Regions from separate parts of the Sus scrofa genome. Here all the other regions are linked to region 1. Evidence: chromatin contacts called from public HiChIP or PLAC-seq and promoter capture Hi-C data. All regions are on one chromosome and are shown on one strand. Each heading gives the region's core, a stretch centred on a gene start, on an enhancer-like site or on the middle of the called end of the contact. The rest is flanking DNA. Distances are from core to core; before and after follow the strand shown. Region 1 holds the start of MRPS33 (28S ribosomal protein S33, mitochondrial). Region 2 holds the start of NDUFB2 (NADH:ubiquinone oxidoreductase subunit B2). Region 3 holds the start of MKRN1 (E3 ubiquitin-protein ligase makorin-1).

Region 1 (2,700 bases), core at 109-2,608:
GAAAAAAAAAAAAGAGATGCCTGTATTAAAGACATTAAAGTAAAAGGCAAATAAATTCAATTTTTATTCACTGAAGCCGTTCTAAGGGGTACAGAATAGTCACTTAAAAATCTGAAAGCAAACAGTATCATGAAAAATTAACTGGACTTGAAAGGCTAAGCAAAAACAAATTTCTCAAAAGTGCTAGAGCAAAGCATGTTAAGCCCAAATGAGAAAATCCCCATATTTTTACTTAGCATGACAGTACAACTTTCTTTGATCTTTTGGATAGATCTGAAGCATTTAAAAGGTCGGGCTTAATAACTGGCTTTGGATTAGGTTTGCCTTTTTTCTTTGAAAAGTGCAGCTGATGTACAGGAGTTCTTAACCTAGGTATCCTCAGTGTGGTGAATTCCGTGGAACTTTAAAAGTATATACTGAAATGTGTGTGTGTAAATATTGCTGGGGAGAGAGGTTTCTCAAAAACCACTGGTTAGTGAAGACTGCCACCCTTGGAGTAGAAATGCTGGTTGGAATCTGGCTTCCGTACTTTAACGGCCACATCGTGTTTGTAGTAGCACCTATTCTTTGCCTTCGTTTTCTCATTTACTACAGAAGACAGTTACACTGCTTCACTGCGTTGTGAGGCTGACAAGCAAAACTCATGGCACAGGGCCTGCCATGATAATCGTCAGGCCTCAAGGAATTCACACACGGTGCAAACGTATTTCACAGGAAAACCGTCTAAACACAATGCTTTATTACTTTTAAAGCCCGGCACCGATTATTTTACTGGGTCAGAGAGAAATGAATGGCTCTGAATACAGATCAAGCTTTATTCCGTTCAACAGAACACCACCAACCCCCTCCAACTGCTTCGATCACGCCTGCCTGTGATGGAAGCAACAATGTGAAGTCAACTGATGGGCATTTCGCTAATATTTTTCTTAAATATTATTTTATTATATTTCTCTTAAGCTGATAGCAAAACCAGTCTGCACCCGCCACCCGCCATAGCTACGGTGCAGAAGGCCGTTTGATGAGCAGAGAAACTGAACCTTGTACGCTGCCTAATCAGGAAGAGAGTAAGTGCGGCAGAGAGAAAACTACGCTACTTTGGTAAATTCCCCAAGTTATGCAGGAAAAGGCCAAGTTGTTTGGGTGATACCTGTGAGACCGCCGAGCTGGTTAATGAAATTGATTCGTCCTATTCGGGGCGACTCTACAAGGCTGGAGACCTCCGCAGGAGCTCTAAAGCCATCGCGCATAGGTCACCACCGACCCCCTAAAAGTCACGAACAGCCTTACCTAGACGTGCCCTTCCTCTGCCGCGCGCCCGCTTCCCGGAAGACCCGCCCCCGGGCCCGCCCCCAAGCTTCCGCCCGAGACTTCAGCGAAGAGCAGTAGAGAAACGGAAACTTGGCGGCTAGAGCGAAGCCTTAGTGAGAGACTCGGAACTCCTGACGTCACACCTGACGCCGCTCAGGGAGGTCGGCCCCTCCAGGTGAGCGGAGGACTGATGCGGCTTCCAGGAGTGAGAAGCCCGGCTTTCCTGGGGGATACTGCGGGGTTCGCTCACTGTGTTTTGTTGGACACGGCTGTAGCGCTGACCCCCAAACCTCCGAGGCAATAGTTTGCGTGTGCCATGTGGTGGAGAATGAAGTGCATTTCTTTTTTCTTTTCCTCCACTTTCTTTGTGTTTTCGTTCTCTTTTCATCCAGCTTAGGCCTTAACCTGTTAACAAGTGCATTTCCCGACCTCAGGGGCTGAAGAGTCTCCTGACCCACCGGGAGTGCCATTCTTCTCCCTCCCACAAATCGGCTCACCCTCTGATAATCATTTAGTGTCACCTCTAGGAGGCCATTTCTGATACTCCTTTGCTGGATTAGGGCCACTGTTTGCAGCACTCTGTGTCTTTCTCTCCCACTGGCCTGGAAGCTTCTTCAAGGAAGTAGGATGGAATACTTGTCTGACTCCTCAGGAGTTACCTAGACTCCTCTGGGCAGATAGTAGAACATTGACAGTAAATCTCTCAAGCAAGCCACATTCCATAGACATCGTATGAAACACTTGTTTAATGTTCAGTAGTTCAGCTGAGAACACCACTTATTTTCCAAGTCAATGAATACTCTAAAGTGTACCTCTGGAATTAAGGCAAGTTAGCGGTGAGCTATATACCTTCAGGTTATTTTGTTGACACCCTCTTCCCTCCTATAGACTTTTGTTTTGTCGTGTTTTGACATTTTATCAATATATGCTATAGAATTTGTTTTTATCAAGTTAGGTTTTGACACGTTATCAACCCATGATGTAATTAGTAGCCTTATTAACTTGGGTCTAGCTTAAGGAGTTGACACAGGGTAGAATTCCCGTCGTGGCTCAGTGGTTAATGAATCTGACTAGGAACCATGAGGTTGAGGGTTCGATTCCCGGCCTTGCTCAGTGGGTTAAAGGATCTGGCGTTCCCTTGAGCTGTGGTGTAGGTCGAAGATGAGGCTTGGATCCTTCGTTGCTGTGGCTCTGGCGTAGGCTCGCTGCTACAGCTCAGATTAGACCCCTAGCCTAGGAACCTCCGTGCACCGCAGGAGCGGCCCTAGAAAAGGCAAAAAAGACAAAAAAAAAAAAAAAAAAAAGTTGACACAGGGTATACTGAGGATACCATTCATAGCTCAGTACAAAAAAATATCCTGGGTAGGAATTTCACCTTGTCTTTTGTGTTTC
Region 2 (2,700 bases), core at 186-2,685, 270 kb before region 1:
CTTTCTTACAATTTTATACCCAGAAGTTAGGAGGGCAGAAGGGGGAAGAGTGGGGGTGGTGCCAGAGCCCTAAAAGGTCAGAGGGTCAATCAATAGGCTGTTCAGAAGGGCATAACCTAATCATAGCTTTATGTAAGTCTCTCCAGGGCAAGAGGTTTTCAGTTACAGGGCACATAGGGGCTCATATCTTGCCACAGGAGTGTCAGTTACACTCAATGCACTCAAGTCCCTAAATTCAGGTCTACATTTCTCTCCATAAGTTACCTACTTTTTATGCTTATCATTCAAGGTGAAGTCTTCAGTGCTTGTCAAGCGATCCATTTCAAATGGCAATCTCCAAGGCTTGAGGCTGGAAGGCTGTTTATAATCTAACCAAATCTAGAAGTTTTAATTTGGGGGTGGGGGAGGGGAGTCTAGAGAAGCTTGGAGTTTATTAAGAGACAAAAGCAACGAATCCACGTATGGCTCAGGATAAAGGCATGAGGAGCACTGTATAAACTGGGGACCTGCACTGTATAAACTGTGGGAGTACCATTTGGGAACCACTGGCTGCATAACAACAATACAGCAATGAAGCCTTTAAAGAAATAATTTTGTGGGAGTTCCCATCGTGGGTCAGTGGTTAAGGAATCCGACTAAGAACCATGAGGTTGCGGGTTCGGTCCCTGCCCTTGCTCAGTGGGTTAACGATCCGGCGTTGCCGTGAGCTGTGGTGTAGGTTGCAGACGCGGCTCGGATCCCAAGTTGCTGTGGCTCTGGTGCAGGCCGGTGGCTACAGCTCCGATTAGATCCCTAGGCTGGGAACCTCCATATGCCGCGGAAGCGGCCCAAGAAATGGCAAAAAGACAAAAAATAAAAATAAAGAAATCATTGTGAGCCTTTGCAGAAGAGAAGACTAGAAGGATTAGCTTTGGGAAGGACACACGGTTCAGAAAAGATTTGCAGCCTCAGAGCGTCTGGAAGCGTAGTTAATTCAGGAAGAGCTGACAGGGCGCGGGTGGCGCGGGTGTCCAGATGGTGGGGTAACGGGTGGTGGGGTAACGCTGTCCAGATCAGCACAGTGAGCTGTGACCCGGTCACGAGTTTCTTAGCCCACACGAAACAAAGGGGTTCCAGAAGCCAAGCGCCAAGGCGCTGCGCGCCTATCCGGGGGCGAAGCGCGTGGCTCCATCCAGCCCAGCTCACCCGGGCCGTCTACACCACTCGTCTATCAGAAGCGCCTCTGGACCCTCAAGCCGGGGGCCTCCTGGCGTATGCTCTCGCGCCAGGAGAAAAACCAGGACACCGATGTGGGGCGGGACCTACAGCTTCCCCACCCGCCCCGGTACGTCACGCTCCAGGCGTTGCGCGAGGAGGTGCAGTGACGTAACTGGGCGGGGCGCCAAGGGGAAGTGACGTAAGGAGGGGGGTGAGGCCAGGGTCAGTCGTCCGGACGCTAGCTGGCATGTCTCCTCTGCAGCGGCTGGCGCCTTTCACGCGCGTTGGAGGCCGTTTCCTCAGAGGCCGTGGCGCGGGGGTAGCTGGAGGCGGTGGAGTCCGTCAGTGAGTACTCGGTGGGGGTTGGGGACTTAGCTTGTCTCTAACAGAAAGCACCAGTCTTAGGGACGCCCTCACCTTGACGCCTAGCGCCGGTGGCAGCTCCGAGTCTACAGCGACTTCCGCCCTGAGGCCTGCTGGGACGTGTAGTCTGACCGCTCGCGAAGCGGGGGCTTGGGACAGCGGGGCTCGTGGGGACGGGGAAGCGCAGCTCGCGGGGCCAATTGAAGTCTGTATCGGGCCCTCCTGGCCCCGGGGGGAGCCTGCCCCTGAGAAATTGACAGTCGAATGTGGACGCAGCAAAAGCTCTTCTGGAAGCGAGAGCAGGAGTTGGGGAGGCGAGGGCGTGCTTTGCAGTTGGAAGCGTCAAGTGAGGCTGGAGAGTTTGGACGTGGTGAGGGAATGGTAGAAGGTCCTGATGCCTGGCTGAGGGATTTCGAACAGAGGCGATGTCGGTCATTGATAGGTTTTAATCAGATGTCACGTGGCCAGATTTTAATTTTGAAAAATTACTGTGGTTGCGGAGTGGAGAGTTAAGTTCTCTAAGGTGGGGGCGTGGAGGCGGTCTCCCACAAAGAGTTTTTGCCCACAGCCTATAGTTTAGAGTTCCCCTTTGCAACACGAGAATTTAAGAGAGGAGCAAAAGCAGTCACCCGTGAGGTAGCTAAAGAGGCCGATTGGAGGAGTTCCCATTGTGGCTCAGCGGAAATGAACCTGACTAGTATCCATGAGGACACAGGTGTTTAGATCCCTGGACTCGCTCAGTGGGTTAAAAATCCGGCGTTTTGGTGAGCTGTGGCGTAGGTTGCAGTCACGACTGGGATCTGGCGTGGCTGTGGCTGTGGCATAGGTTGGCAGCTGCAGCTCGGATTTGACCCCTAGCCTAGGAAGTTTCATGATCTCTTAATAACTCAGGTTTCTCAACCATGTAATGGGGATAATAGTGTTGACTTACAGAGAACTAAATGAATAACAAATCTCTAAAATGTTTGAAGACAGTTGCTGGTGCCCAGTAAGGACATTACAAGTATTGTTTAGCTGTTATTAATAATAATAGGGAACCTGAGACCCAGGAAAATTAAAAATTAAAATTAAAGGAGTGGCTTGCTTAAAGCCATATGTCTGTCCCATATGGAGCTGGGACAGGTGTAGAGTGGGAAGAAG
Region 3 (2,700 bases), core at 126-2,625, 450 kb before region 1:
CGTTTCAAAGATTTCCTTTCAACCAGTAGAAAAAACAAAGCTTCCAGTCGCTACCGATCGCATTTTTAAAAATCCAACTACGACATCCAATTAAATGCCCTAATTTTGTACGTACAGCTCCATAACTGTTTACATGTTTACACATATCCGTACAGCCCTCCTCCTCTAATCACTTTGTTTTTTCAAATATTGTCATCTGACATCCCAACCAAATCTCTCTCCTTGGGGAGGGACGAGCTCCCTAGGCTCCCTTAAGAAGATGCGTGGATTTCAAAAGAAAAAAACCCTTTCCCGGGGGACGGGAATGGCAGCACGTAAATCCTAAAGCGGAGGAGAGGACACGGCCCGGCACTCGGTTCTGAGACAAAGATCAGAACCACCAACCTCAATAAACATACAAAGAAGAAATAACAAAAGCTACCGCTCCAGGGGGTGGGGGGCGAGGGCACCCGAGAAAGACGTTAGAAACGGATGACACGGCGGCGGAGCCGGCAGCAAGGCCACCTAGCCGGGACACGCGGCGACTTTCCCCGGCCTCGCAAGGTTGCGGGGAGGCGGGCTCCAAGCGACACCGCCAAGCCCCTTCCCGAACCTGCAAGCTGGGGATAGGGAGCGGCGGATCCGGCGACAATAAAAAGGAGGGAGGAGTCACCCTACCTCTGCCTGTGCGCGCCGCTCCGCCGAGCGCGGGGAGGCGGCGGGCGGTGCGGGGACCCGCAGCGACGCCGCGCGCGCCCCGGCCGCGGCGCCCTGCGGGGGTTGACGCAGCGCGGGCAGCGAGGCCGCGGCGGCGGCGGCGGCGGCGACAGCAACGCCGGCAGCCGCGGCGAGAGCAACGCCGGCACCGCAGTAGCGGCTGCGAAACGCCGGCTCCCCTCCCACCTCCGCCCGCCCCTTCCTCCGCAGTCTCGGCCCCCTCCCCGCGCCCGGCAGCGCTGCGTCTCACCTGCAGGTGACCTGTTTAGTCCAGCCGCCGCCGCCGCTGTCGCTGCCGCCTCCCCCGCCCCCCGCCCCCGGGGACGGGGAGGTGACTGCGGGGATAGGGGTGGGGGAGGCCGCTGCCACCGCCGCTGCTGCCGCTCCTGCTCCGGGTGTTGTGGCTGTTGTTCCGGGAGCTGCAGCCTCCGCCATTACTGTTTATCCCACACAGCAATGGCGCCGGAACTTCCGGGATCACATAGTTCCGGTCCGGCTGCGGGGAGAAGGCGGCGAGGCCAGGGGTAGGGAGGGGAAGGACACTGAGGCGGCCGCTCGCTCCCCGCGGCCCCGCGTCGCGTCTCGGAGCTTTCTCGCAGCTCGAAGTGCGGGCCAGAGCTGGAGAGCCCCCCGGGCACGCCCCCCCAGCGCGCTGATTGGTGGGCGAGGCAGCTCCGCCTGAGAGGGGCGGGGCTGGGGCGGGCTTCCCCAGGCTGCCCCTCCCCTCAGCTACCCACTACTGCCCCCAGGCTTCAAGTCTAGGGAACCAAAGTCCTCACTTTGCAGGGCTCTGACCCAGAACACTTCCCCCAGGGTGCCTGATGCAGTGGAGGGGGGGAGTGGGACTGGGGTTCTGGGTTTGAATCCAGACTTTCCAGGCTCTACACTGTGAACTTGGGCTAGATACCAATTTTCTCCCGGCTTCAGGTTCCTTATATCAAATGGGGATGAGTAGGTCCTACCACATAGGGTTGCTATGTGGTAGGTATGTATCGCAGTCACTGAACATAGCGCCTGGCGGGACTGAACACGTCTTCTCCTTTCAACCAAAGTTGTTAATAATGTTCTCTCCGTGGAGTTCCCTCGTCATCCAGCAGGTTAAGGATCTATCGTTGTCACTGCACTGCCCAGGTTGCTGCTGTGGATAGGGTTTGATCCCTGGCCCAGGAACGTCCACTTGCCTGGGGCACACACATAAAAAGTGTTATCCCTTAAATCCAAGAGAATAGCAAGATGGCTAAGCAAAGTCTGTGGAGTCAGCTGTCTGTCACTTCTAGGCTTCTGCCCAGACCCAGCAACGTGTTTTGGAGCAAGCCAACTTACCTTAATGCTCCTGCTTTCCATCTGTAAAAGAAGTGATGTTGCAGAAACTCTGTCCACTGGTGCCAAATAGAAATGTGGAGGCGGGGAGATAGGGAAAAAAAATCTTTATTACTTTGCCAGGCAAAGGAGACCACAGCAGGTTAAAGGTCTAAAGTCTGGAAGAGAATTGGAGGTAGTTTTATAGTTGGGGAGTGGAAAATAAGGCTACATATAAGGATCAGTGTAAACGCAAGCTTATATTCTTCTTCTAAGCTGGTGTTTAGTGGCCTCAGGACTGGTTCCGATGGTCCTCCTTTCTGGAACAAGAATGCTTCATCAAGTAGTTAACATCTTTCACTTATTGGGGGTTTTAGTTCTGCAGAAGAGCTCAAAGATATTGTTATGTATATTCCTGGAGGAGGAACCAAGACCCTGCCCCAAGGCTACACTATTGTTTCTTGACTGCTCCTCCCTGGTCTCTGCATCCCCCCCCTCTCTTCCCTAATTAGCAACTTTTGAACCTGCCCTTCAGGGATTCAGGGAAGGTCCTGGAGGCTGAATCAGACCTATTTTCTAAAAACAAGAAGTGAGGGACACTGAAAGGCTTTTCTGCCCAGGAGCCCCACAGAGTCCTGCTCGGTTTCAACAATATTAAAATAAGAATAGCTGTACCTACCCAGAGATGGTTGTGAAAATTAAATG

The links. Promoter capture Hi-C pulls out the DNA fragments that hold promoters and counts their contacts. HiChIP or PLAC-seq counts read pairs in DNA pulled down with a chosen protein or histone mark.
Region 2: a promoter capture Hi-C map of liver shows a contact between it and region 1, with 8 times the contacts expected there. The contact joins the promoter of NDUFB2 here to the promoter of MRPS33 in region 1. A contact is called at or near these places in 2 of 5 promoter capture datasets (fetal liver and liver) and 2 of 2 datasets of contacts at active chromatin or transcription factors (alveolar macrophages and skeletal muscle).
Region 3: a contact with region 1 is called in an H3K27ac HiChIP or PLAC-seq map of alveolar macrophages. The contact joins the promoter of MKRN1 here to the promoter of MRPS33 in region 1. A contact is called at or near these places in 2 of 5 promoter capture datasets (fetal liver and liver), 2 of 47 Hi-C or Micro-C datasets (embryonic fibroblasts and heart right ventricle) and 1 of 2 datasets of contacts at active chromatin or transcription factors (alveolar macrophages).

What each region holds. Positions count from the first base shown.
Region 1 is chr18:8,882,097-8,884,796 of Sscrofa11.1, reverse strand. MRPS33 (28S ribosomal protein S33, mitochondrial) reads right to left here and starts at 1,358. Exons shown (of 4, transcript XM_003360108.4): 1 at 1,288-1,358.
Region 2 is chr18:9,149,248-9,151,947 of Sscrofa11.1, reverse strand. NDUFB2 (NADH:ubiquinone oxidoreductase subunit B2) reads left to right here and starts at 1,435. Exons shown (of 4, transcript NM_001244885.1): 1 at 1,435-1,542. The coding sequence starts at 1,445.
Region 3 is chr18:9,332,312-9,335,011 of Sscrofa11.1, reverse strand. It overlaps MKRN1 (E3 ubiquitin-protein ligase makorin-1), which reads right to left and starts at 1,375. Exons shown (of 8, transcript XM_003134608.4): 1 at 947-1,375. The coding sequence starts at 1,131.